Regions from separate parts of the Zea mays genome. Here all the other regions are linked to region 3. The links are chromatin contacts, called in public Hi-C maps. All regions are on one chromosome and are shown on one strand. The core of a region is the stretch at or near the end of the contact, and the rest is flanking DNA. Distances in the headings are between cores, read along the strand shown. Region 1 holds the start of LOC100191742. Region 2 holds the start of LOC100274519 (Cation/calcium exchanger 2). Region 3 holds the start of LOC100281641 (50S ribosomal protein L28, chloroplastic-like).

Region 1 (2,700 bases), core at 84-2,583, 190 kb after region 3:
ACAAGGTAAGTGTAGGTGTACACATCTGGAAGTACTGACTTCTTCTCCATCTCCTCAAAGAGCTTTTTTGCCTCAGCTAGCATCCCATTCTCACAGAGTTTGCCAATGATGTTGTTGAAGCAACCAACGTCCATTTGGACATTCTTCCTGGGCTGGCGGTGGAAGACCTCAATCGCCTCCTGAAACTTGCCCTCCCTGAAGCACTGGTTAACCATGACATTGTAGGACTCTGCGTTGATGCCGATGAAGCTTGGCGGGGTGTGGTTGTCAATCATGGTCTCCCATAGGTCGTTGGCCTCCTTGTGCTTGCCGTGCTTGAAGAGTGTCTCGAGCAGCACGTTGCAGGTGGCCGGCGTCATCTTGAAGCCCCGATCAAGAAGGGACTGGTAGTTGTCCATGGCCTCCTTGTCCTTGCCCTGCCTCCAGTAGCCCTCCATGAACGTGGTGTGTACAACACCGTCATAGACAAGGCACCTCTCTGCGAGCTCGTTGAAGAGCTCGAAGGCCCTGTCCCAGTCGTTGAGGTCGATGTAGCCAGCGATGAGGTTGTTGTAGACGAGTGAGTCGGCGCCAGCGCTGCGGCTGAGCATCTCGCGGAGGAGGTCAAGGGCGTCACCGATGCGGCCAGCAGCGACGAGACCCTTGGTGAGGTGGCGGAAGGTGACGGCAGAGGGGGAGAAGGGCGCAGACGCGAGCATGTCTTGGTAGACCTGCAGCGCGGTGTCGACGCGGTCGGCCTCGCAGTGTGCGAGGATGAGGGTGTTGTAGGAGACGATGTTGGGGACGATATTAGAGCGGCGGAAGAAGAAATCAAAGAGGGCGACAGCGTCATCGTGGCGGGCGGCGCGGACCATGGCCGCGGCCACGGCGTTGGAGGTGAAGACGGTGGGCCGGACGCGCGAGGAGACGGCGGCGCGGGCAGCGGCTGAGGCGCCGTCTAGATCACCAGAGCGGATGAGGGACTGGACGCGGTTGTGGAGGCTGAGGCGCGGGCCAGTGAGCGCGGAGGTGGTGTCTGGGAGGCGGGGCGCGTTGGGGTCCCGTGGGGGAGGTGGCCCGCGGCGGAGGGCGTTGATTGGAGGCTCGATGCGGAGACGGCGCTTGCGGCGGCGGCGCTCGGCGGCGGCCTCCTCGGCGGACGAGAAGGCGAAGTGGCGGCGCCCCATGGGGGTGAGCAGCCCCGCGAGGGTGGGTGGTGGTGAGGAGCAGATGGCCGGAACGGGCGAGGGGTGGAGGTGGGAGAGGCGACGGAGGAGCAGGACACGACGGTAGAGCGTCATCTCTCCTTTGGAGGAACGAGCGTTGCGCTGCCTTGGTGGGCGCCGGCGGCGGCGAGGGAAATAATGAAGATGATCAGCTTTGGGAGCGCCCTGCGCTTGCAACAAGCAAGGGCAGCCGGTAAAACCCTCGCTGCCTCACGCTGACGGCTCACGGCCTCACGGGAGCTGGGCCGCATGTGCCAGCAAAACCTCTATGGGCTGTGTCGGCTATTTCTTCGTTACGGCCTACTCCGGAGCCGACCCAAACGACCTGCGCAACGAGACGGCATGCCGATGGATTCTCCTGTCTCGCGTTCTTTCCTTCTTTTCTGTCTCTACCGCTATAAAACACCATTTTGTTTTTGCTATCCACCGTCGTTTCTTTTTACAAAAAAAATATATTTCTTTCTAGTCTAATTCCCGTTCTAAACACATACGTCGTCGTACGTGAGGTGTGAAAAAGTATGTAGGTGTGAAGAAGTATGTAGGGTTGTTTCTCCCGTGTCCTGTTGTTATCCTATAAATAAATCATAAGAAACCACCCAACACGTTTCACATGGCACTGTTGGACGGCAGAAAAGGACGGGTGGACCATCCGGCCCTGGGGTCGGACATCCGTGGTCCGGACAATCCGCACTGATGGTGCGGACAGGCCGCGCACACGTACATCAATTAGGGTTATAAGTTTCTTGCGGGATTTGTTAGTTAAAACCACGGATTTAGCTTGGGATACGGATTGTAACGGGTCAGACTTCCTCTCTCTCTCTATATATATATATCTATATATATATATGGAGGACAACGACCGATTAATCTTCAACAATCGAATCAATCATCAATATATTTCTTGTTTCACCCTGTACATTAGTAGTAGTTCTAATTTAGCCTTAGCTTAGCCCTTCTCCATCCCAAATTCTCCACTTCTCTTCGGCTCTACGTCGATTAGATGTGTCTAGGGTGGCCTGCCGACCCTAAACAAGGCCTAGGACCTCTCTCTAGATGAAGAAAGCACGATTAAGAAAGTCAAGCAACAAGAGCAACAAGAAAATCAAGAGATCACACTCTTTCTAGACTTTTCAAGGCACTAATCACTAATGATCACTAGTCGTAGTGATGGCACTTAGATGAGTTTTGGAGCTCTTGTATTGAAAGAATTAATGGGATGCTTGAATGGATTGAATGGATGTGGTTGAGATTGTATTTATAGCCATCAACCACTTTCTAACTGTTGCCCACTTTCTGCCAACTGCGGACGGTCCGCGCTCCTGGTCCAAACAGTCCGCCACTGCACATCAACTGCTAAAATCACAACGATCAGCAGTAACGGCTATATCAACGGCTATAAGTGCATTAATTGTGTCATCAAATGTCCGATAAAGCAGTTGTGGACGGTCTGGCCGTGCACCCGGGACGGTTCGCGAGGACACTAAAAATGAATTTT
Region 2 (2,700 bases), core at 47-2,546, 140 kb after region 3:
AGCCACGCGCCGAGGAATCGGGTTGGTGGGGCGAAGGGATCCGTGGTGAGGAAGGCAATGAGGCCCAGCGCGAGACCAGCAAGGCCGCCGAGGAGGACGGTAACGAACGGGCCCCCCGTGGCGCGGTGGCTCCAGAGCAAGGACAGGAAGATGGGGGCGAGCGTGGCCGCGGTCACCGCGGCCGTCTTGCTCCACCGCTCTTTGCTCGCGTCCGGAATCGTCAGCCGCCGCGGGAGACTCAGGGGAAGCTCTAGCAGGCGAAGGACGGTCCAGAAGACGCTCTTGTTGCCAGTGGAGCCGTCGTTGCTGTTGCTGTTTGCTTCGCCGGCGTAGTATTGAAGTAGCGGTGCGGTGTCGGGGAGCAGTGGATCTCGGGCTTCCTGGTCGGTGTAGAACTTGGTCTCCGTGACGTTGTGGAGCTCCGAGACGGCAGCGGCGGAGGCGGGGTCATCCACCGCGTGCGCGTCGTGGCGTCTGGTCCAGCGGTCCGGGGTGAAGGCGACGGCGAGGACGTAGACGAGGTAGAGCGAGGCGAACCCGGCGGCGGCCCAGATTGTGACCTGGCCCGCGGCGACGACGACGGCCACGGCGACGAGCGCCAGGAAGAGGAAGGCTGCGTCCCGGAAGAAGCTGGCGCGGTGGACGGCGACCTCCTGGCCGCCGAGGCGGATGGCGATGACCCCGAGCACGGCCGAGGAGACGAACATGGCGCCACCGAGCACGCCGCTGAGCCCCACGGCGGCGGCCGTCCCTCCTCCCTCGCCGCCGTCTCCGGCGAAGAAGGACGCGACGGCGGAGAGCGCGTCGGGCGCACCGTTCCCGAGCGAGAGGAGCGTGGCCCCGGCGATGGCCGGCGGGAGACGGAGCAGGCGCGCGAGGCCCTCGAGGCTGGAGCAGAAGTAGACCGCGGCCGTGTCGGCGAGCAGGTAGAAGAGCACGGCGAGCCACGCCGCCATCGCGGCGTACCCCAGGGCGGGCCGGCGGTCGCCGCCGAGGACGCAGTAGAAGAGGTACAGGTAGTCGACGTGCCCGCCGCCGCGCGGGTAGCGGTACCGGCCGTCAGACCCGGCCGCGATGGCGCGGTATCTCTCGTCGGGGGTCCGCACGCCCGCGCAGGCGCCGTGGCCGCGTCGCTCGTGGGCCACCACCGAGGGGGACGAGAGTTCGGCGGACAGGGCGCGGTGCGGGAGGCGGGAGGAAGCGAGCAGGAGCAGCAGCGCGAAGGCGACGCCGAGGGAGGCACGGAGCGCCGCCGCCGCTGCAGAAGCGGAAGGCTTCGCCATGCATGTTTGTCGCGATCGGCGCGCGGGGGGGATTGGGGAAATTATCTGATCACCCCCGTTGCGTTGGAGCGCGCGCAATGATCCGGATGTTGACAGCACCGACGGCATGGACACGACAGCAGCAGCAGTAGGCCAGGCGATCCAAATCATACTCTGTTCAGCGTATGGATGGAAGGAGAAAGGATGTATGCCACGCCCACGCGGCCACGCGCGCGCCCGTCACGTCCAGAAAACGACCGCGCCTTCTTTCCTACCGGGCGCTTGCTTTCCAATCGGGCAAGTCCAGTGGGTGAGGACTGGGTGAGGACGGAGGGAAGCTGAGGTGACTAGGAGCACGGTGAAAAACGAAAACAGTAATTTTAGGTTGTAGTAAATCGTACCTAAATTACTAAACGGAAATAAAAATAGTTAGTGAAAATATAAATATAAAATCGGTAGAAAAATTCGGTAACGGAAATGGTTTTTGTCTTTTCAGACCGTTTTCGAAAATTACTGTATTTATTCGTTATTTTACAATCGGTAATGAATTCGATAATTTTTCAGAAAAATATTAAATCTGAGATGGTATTTATATATTCATAACAAATTCATCTTAACTTAGATTAGAAAAATATAAAAGTAATTTTATTATTTTCCTAAAATCAAGATATATCTATTGGTATACAGAAAAAAGTAATTTTTATTATTTTTCGAATTACCAATGTTGTTTCCATTTTCGGAGTTATCTTTTTCCATTTTGTTGCCGAGAAAAAATATAAAAACAAAATGGTTTTAATGTCTAGGAAAGATGGCACCATGACTAACATGTGTGTCAGATTTGTTCTAGGGTCGGAGAGAGTGTCGAGTGCAGGTCCGTGATTTTGGGGTCGCCTACTTTGTCGAAGAACCTCAAATCACCTTACCTTCGACTTGATAAAGTATGTTTCAAGTGCTATATGAAGGACAGACGAAGTCGACCTTCGGCCGAAACAGCCTGCAAAGGGCTTCGCTTTGAACACGCATCCGATGAAGTGTGCACTAAAGCCGCCACCCCACCACCCTTGGCGTCAGGAAAAGCTTCGCGCACGAAGCAAGGGAAAGGGAAAGCGTTGAAGACTTGAGCGGCAAGAAAGAAAAAGAAAAAGACAATGGCGCCCCTATGATATTTATAAACCATATTTGTAAAGCTTGTGGGGTATGTATGTAATTTCATACGAAGTTGTACCCTCTCCTATAAATAGGTGAACAGTGTCATGCATAAATTTACCTTTTGGAGGGCGTTAAGCTTCATCTCTTAGCCTTCGAAGTATCTTTGAGCTATTCCATGTGTAAATCCGAAGGTACGCTTGTATATTTATAACATACGAAGAAAGGTAGAATGGAAAGTGCTAAGGCACATAAGATGAGTAACATGCTTCGTTCTCCGTTACATTGATAT
Region 3 (2,700 bases), core at 166-2,665:
GCACAATGATCCTTTCACATAAGCTAACCCTTGCTATACACCCAGGAGCATATGGTCTGATGGACCCAGGCCTAGGATACAATGACCCACCAACCCTTCATCACTCTAGTAATGCCACATGCAATCATCAAACAAAAGACAATGGTCCAACGACTTCGCAATATCATGGTATGCAATGTGTTGACCCCTCTATTCACATCTAATTCACTTTCTGAATGGGGTTTGATCCACATGATTCTTTGGCCTACATAGTGCTAAGATTGACAAGTGTGAACTGCACCTAAACCATTAGACTCGTCAAGGTCAAGTTACTAACTCATACCCTGATTATAGTATGCCAAAAGTAAAAATAAAGCTCTAAACTACTCAAAGTGTCTCTTAACTCGAATTGATACTTAGAACTAGTCTGTCATTATCCTTGTCATCCATCCTATGAAATCCGAATGAATTTCATCAATAGGGGATTGCCCAAATAATCACCATTATCCCGACCTAACTTAAGTCACCTCTGCAAAATAGACGTGTGGCATAATAATAGTGTAGTCATTAATCACCAAAACCTAACTAGATCAAAATAATCCAATTAGTGATTCTTGTATCCGATGGCACAAGCCCTTCATGAGAATGCTTCACCTCGGTGCAAGCTTTCTGAGATGCCATCGCCACTTTGAACTACATCATGGGTTTGAGGCCCAAATCTAACAAATAGTTTGTTGGTGGTTTTAAGATCCAAACCACCAAACCCAGTTCGAGAAGCATACATGCTATGCCACTCTCATGGTCTCGACACTTGTCACCACTTGTCCTCGACCACCTAATCACCAAGGTCTTCATGCCATTGCTTGACTTGGTCAACCATTGCCTTGACATGGTCAACACGGTCTACTCCTCCACATGCACACTTGGTTGATAATGTCTCTACTTCACATGCATACTTAGTTGATTATATCTCCAAGTATTAGCCACCCATGATTAGTCTTTCAGCCCTGAGTTTATTAGTTCAAGCCTCACATCTGTCCTTCATCGCGTCAATCTACATAGTCGTCAACTTTTTTTTGGTTAGTCTTTAATTCAACCAAAGCTTGATCATATTTTAACAATCACTTATAATTAATACGCACATGGACACTCTCAACTATGTCATCACATTTTATATAAATAGAAATAACGAGTTAAAAGAAATATTTCACTTTTTAATATTAACGTATAGAATATATATATATATATATATATATATATATATATATATATATATATATATAAGAGAAAATTATGTCTTGTAGTTCCCCTCGGCCCATAATCACTGGAGACGGAGGGCCAAATGGGCCGGATCGAAAGGAAGTCGTTGAAGGTTCGACAGGCCTGCTCCCAAGCGTCCCTCCCTCTTCTTATCCCTCTTGCTTATCCAACGAACCATTCCGTTCCTTCCGTCCATCCATCCGCCATGGCGACCGCCACGCTACTGAGCTCCTCCTTCGCCATGCCCGCCGCCGCCCGTAGGGCCTCCTCCCCTTCCTCCGCCTCATTGAGCTTCGCCAAGTCGCAGCTCGCCGGCCTCTCCCTCTCCGCCGGCGTTGCAACTCCAACCGCCGTCGCCCTCCTCCCCAAGAGGCAGCAGCTCCAGCCCATTGTCGCGCGTAAGTCTTCGATTTGCCTTTGCTTTCTACGAGCGCGCATTCAGCTTTCGTGGTTGCTCCGCTCTTATCTGAATCTTCAGTTGGTCTCGGCTGTTCCATTCTTCTTCTCCGCTTCTGCTAGTAATTGATTCAGCCAATCTTCAGAGCACTTAAGATAGATTCCCATCCGACTGATTGACGAGATGATGATGGAGTGTGATGTGTGTCTGTTCAGGGCGTGTGTGCCCGTTCACGGACAAGAAGACGAACCGGGCGAACAAGGTGTCGTTTTCCAACCACAAGACGAAGAAGCAGCAGTTCGTGAACCTGCAGTACAAGAAGCTGTGGTGGGAGGCCGGCAAGCGCTTCGTCAAGCTGCGCCTTTCCACCAAGGCCCTCAAGACCATCGAGAAGCACGGCCTCGACGCCGTCGCGCGCAAGGCCGGCATCGACCTCAACAAGAAGTGAGCCCATCCGATGAGCAGCCAAACTAGTGTGGGGTGGCACTAGCTTAGCATTCACATTCACGGGGTCGTCTCGTCTGTCTGTCTGCCTGCCTACCTCCTGCTGTTCTTTCGCAATCAAATCATATCATTATATTTCCTCCCCGTTTTGATTTGTGTACCATACCAATCAGTGTAGGCAGATCGAGGTTGCACATATACGTTTTTGGTCTCGTGTTGGGTCCTCCTCTGAATCGATCGTGTCTCCATTTCACAGTCGTGATCAATGCCAGAAAGTTAAGTAACCTGGTCGGCTGATCCTCCCTCTCACGAATTCGCTGCTGATGAAGTATAGATTCAATTGAAATTTAAACGAATTGTTCCTGCCCAAGAGAAGAGATTGTGTTCTGGCACGTGCTTGGAGTCTGCACCTTACCTTCCATTCCACCATGCATCATATTGTCAAGGGCGTTAAGCCCTCAAGCAGCTAAACCGCGGCTACGTAACTCGTATCCGGCGTCCATCTTCTACAGCGAGGTATTCCTCCACCGTAGGCTTGGAGAGTATAGAGAGATGGGAGATTAAGGTGATATATTTCTTCTTTTCTTCATTGCCTCATGGTTCCATATAAATAGGCCACT

Evidence for each region. Hi-C and Micro-C count contacts between places; a contact is called where the count stands out from the background.
Region 1: a contact with region 3 is called in a Hi-C map of ear, with 3 times the contacts expected there. The contact joins the promoter of LOC100191742 here to the promoter of LOC100281641 in region 3. A contact is called at or near these places in 2 of 25 Hi-C or Micro-C datasets (ear and tassel).
Region 2: a Hi-C map of ear shows a contact between it and region 3, with 2.9 times the contacts expected there. The contact joins the promoter of LOC100274519 here to the promoter of LOC100281641 in region 3. A contact is called at or near these places in 4 of 25 Hi-C or Micro-C datasets (ear, leaf, root tip and 1 more).

The regions. Positions count from the first base shown.
Region 1 is chr1:244,238,780-244,241,479 of Zm-B73-REFERENCE-NAM-5.0, forward strand. LOC100191742 reads right to left here and starts at 1,334. Exons shown (of 1, transcript NM_001137170.1): 1 at 1-1,334. The coding sequence starts at 1,280.
Region 2 is chr1:244,189,749-244,192,448 of Zm-B73-REFERENCE-NAM-5.0, forward strand. It overlaps LOC100274519 (Cation/calcium exchanger 2), which reads right to left and starts at 1,297. Exons shown (of 1, transcript NM_001148876.1): 1 at 1-1,297. The coding sequence starts at 1,283.
Region 3 is chr1:244,046,224-244,048,923 of Zm-B73-REFERENCE-NAM-5.0, forward strand. It overlaps LOC100281641 (50S ribosomal protein L28, chloroplastic-like), which reads left to right and starts at 1,416. Exons shown (of 2, transcript NM_001154560.2): 1 at 1,416-1,637; 2 at 1,852-2,335. The coding sequence starts at 1,445. The coding sequence ends at 2,084.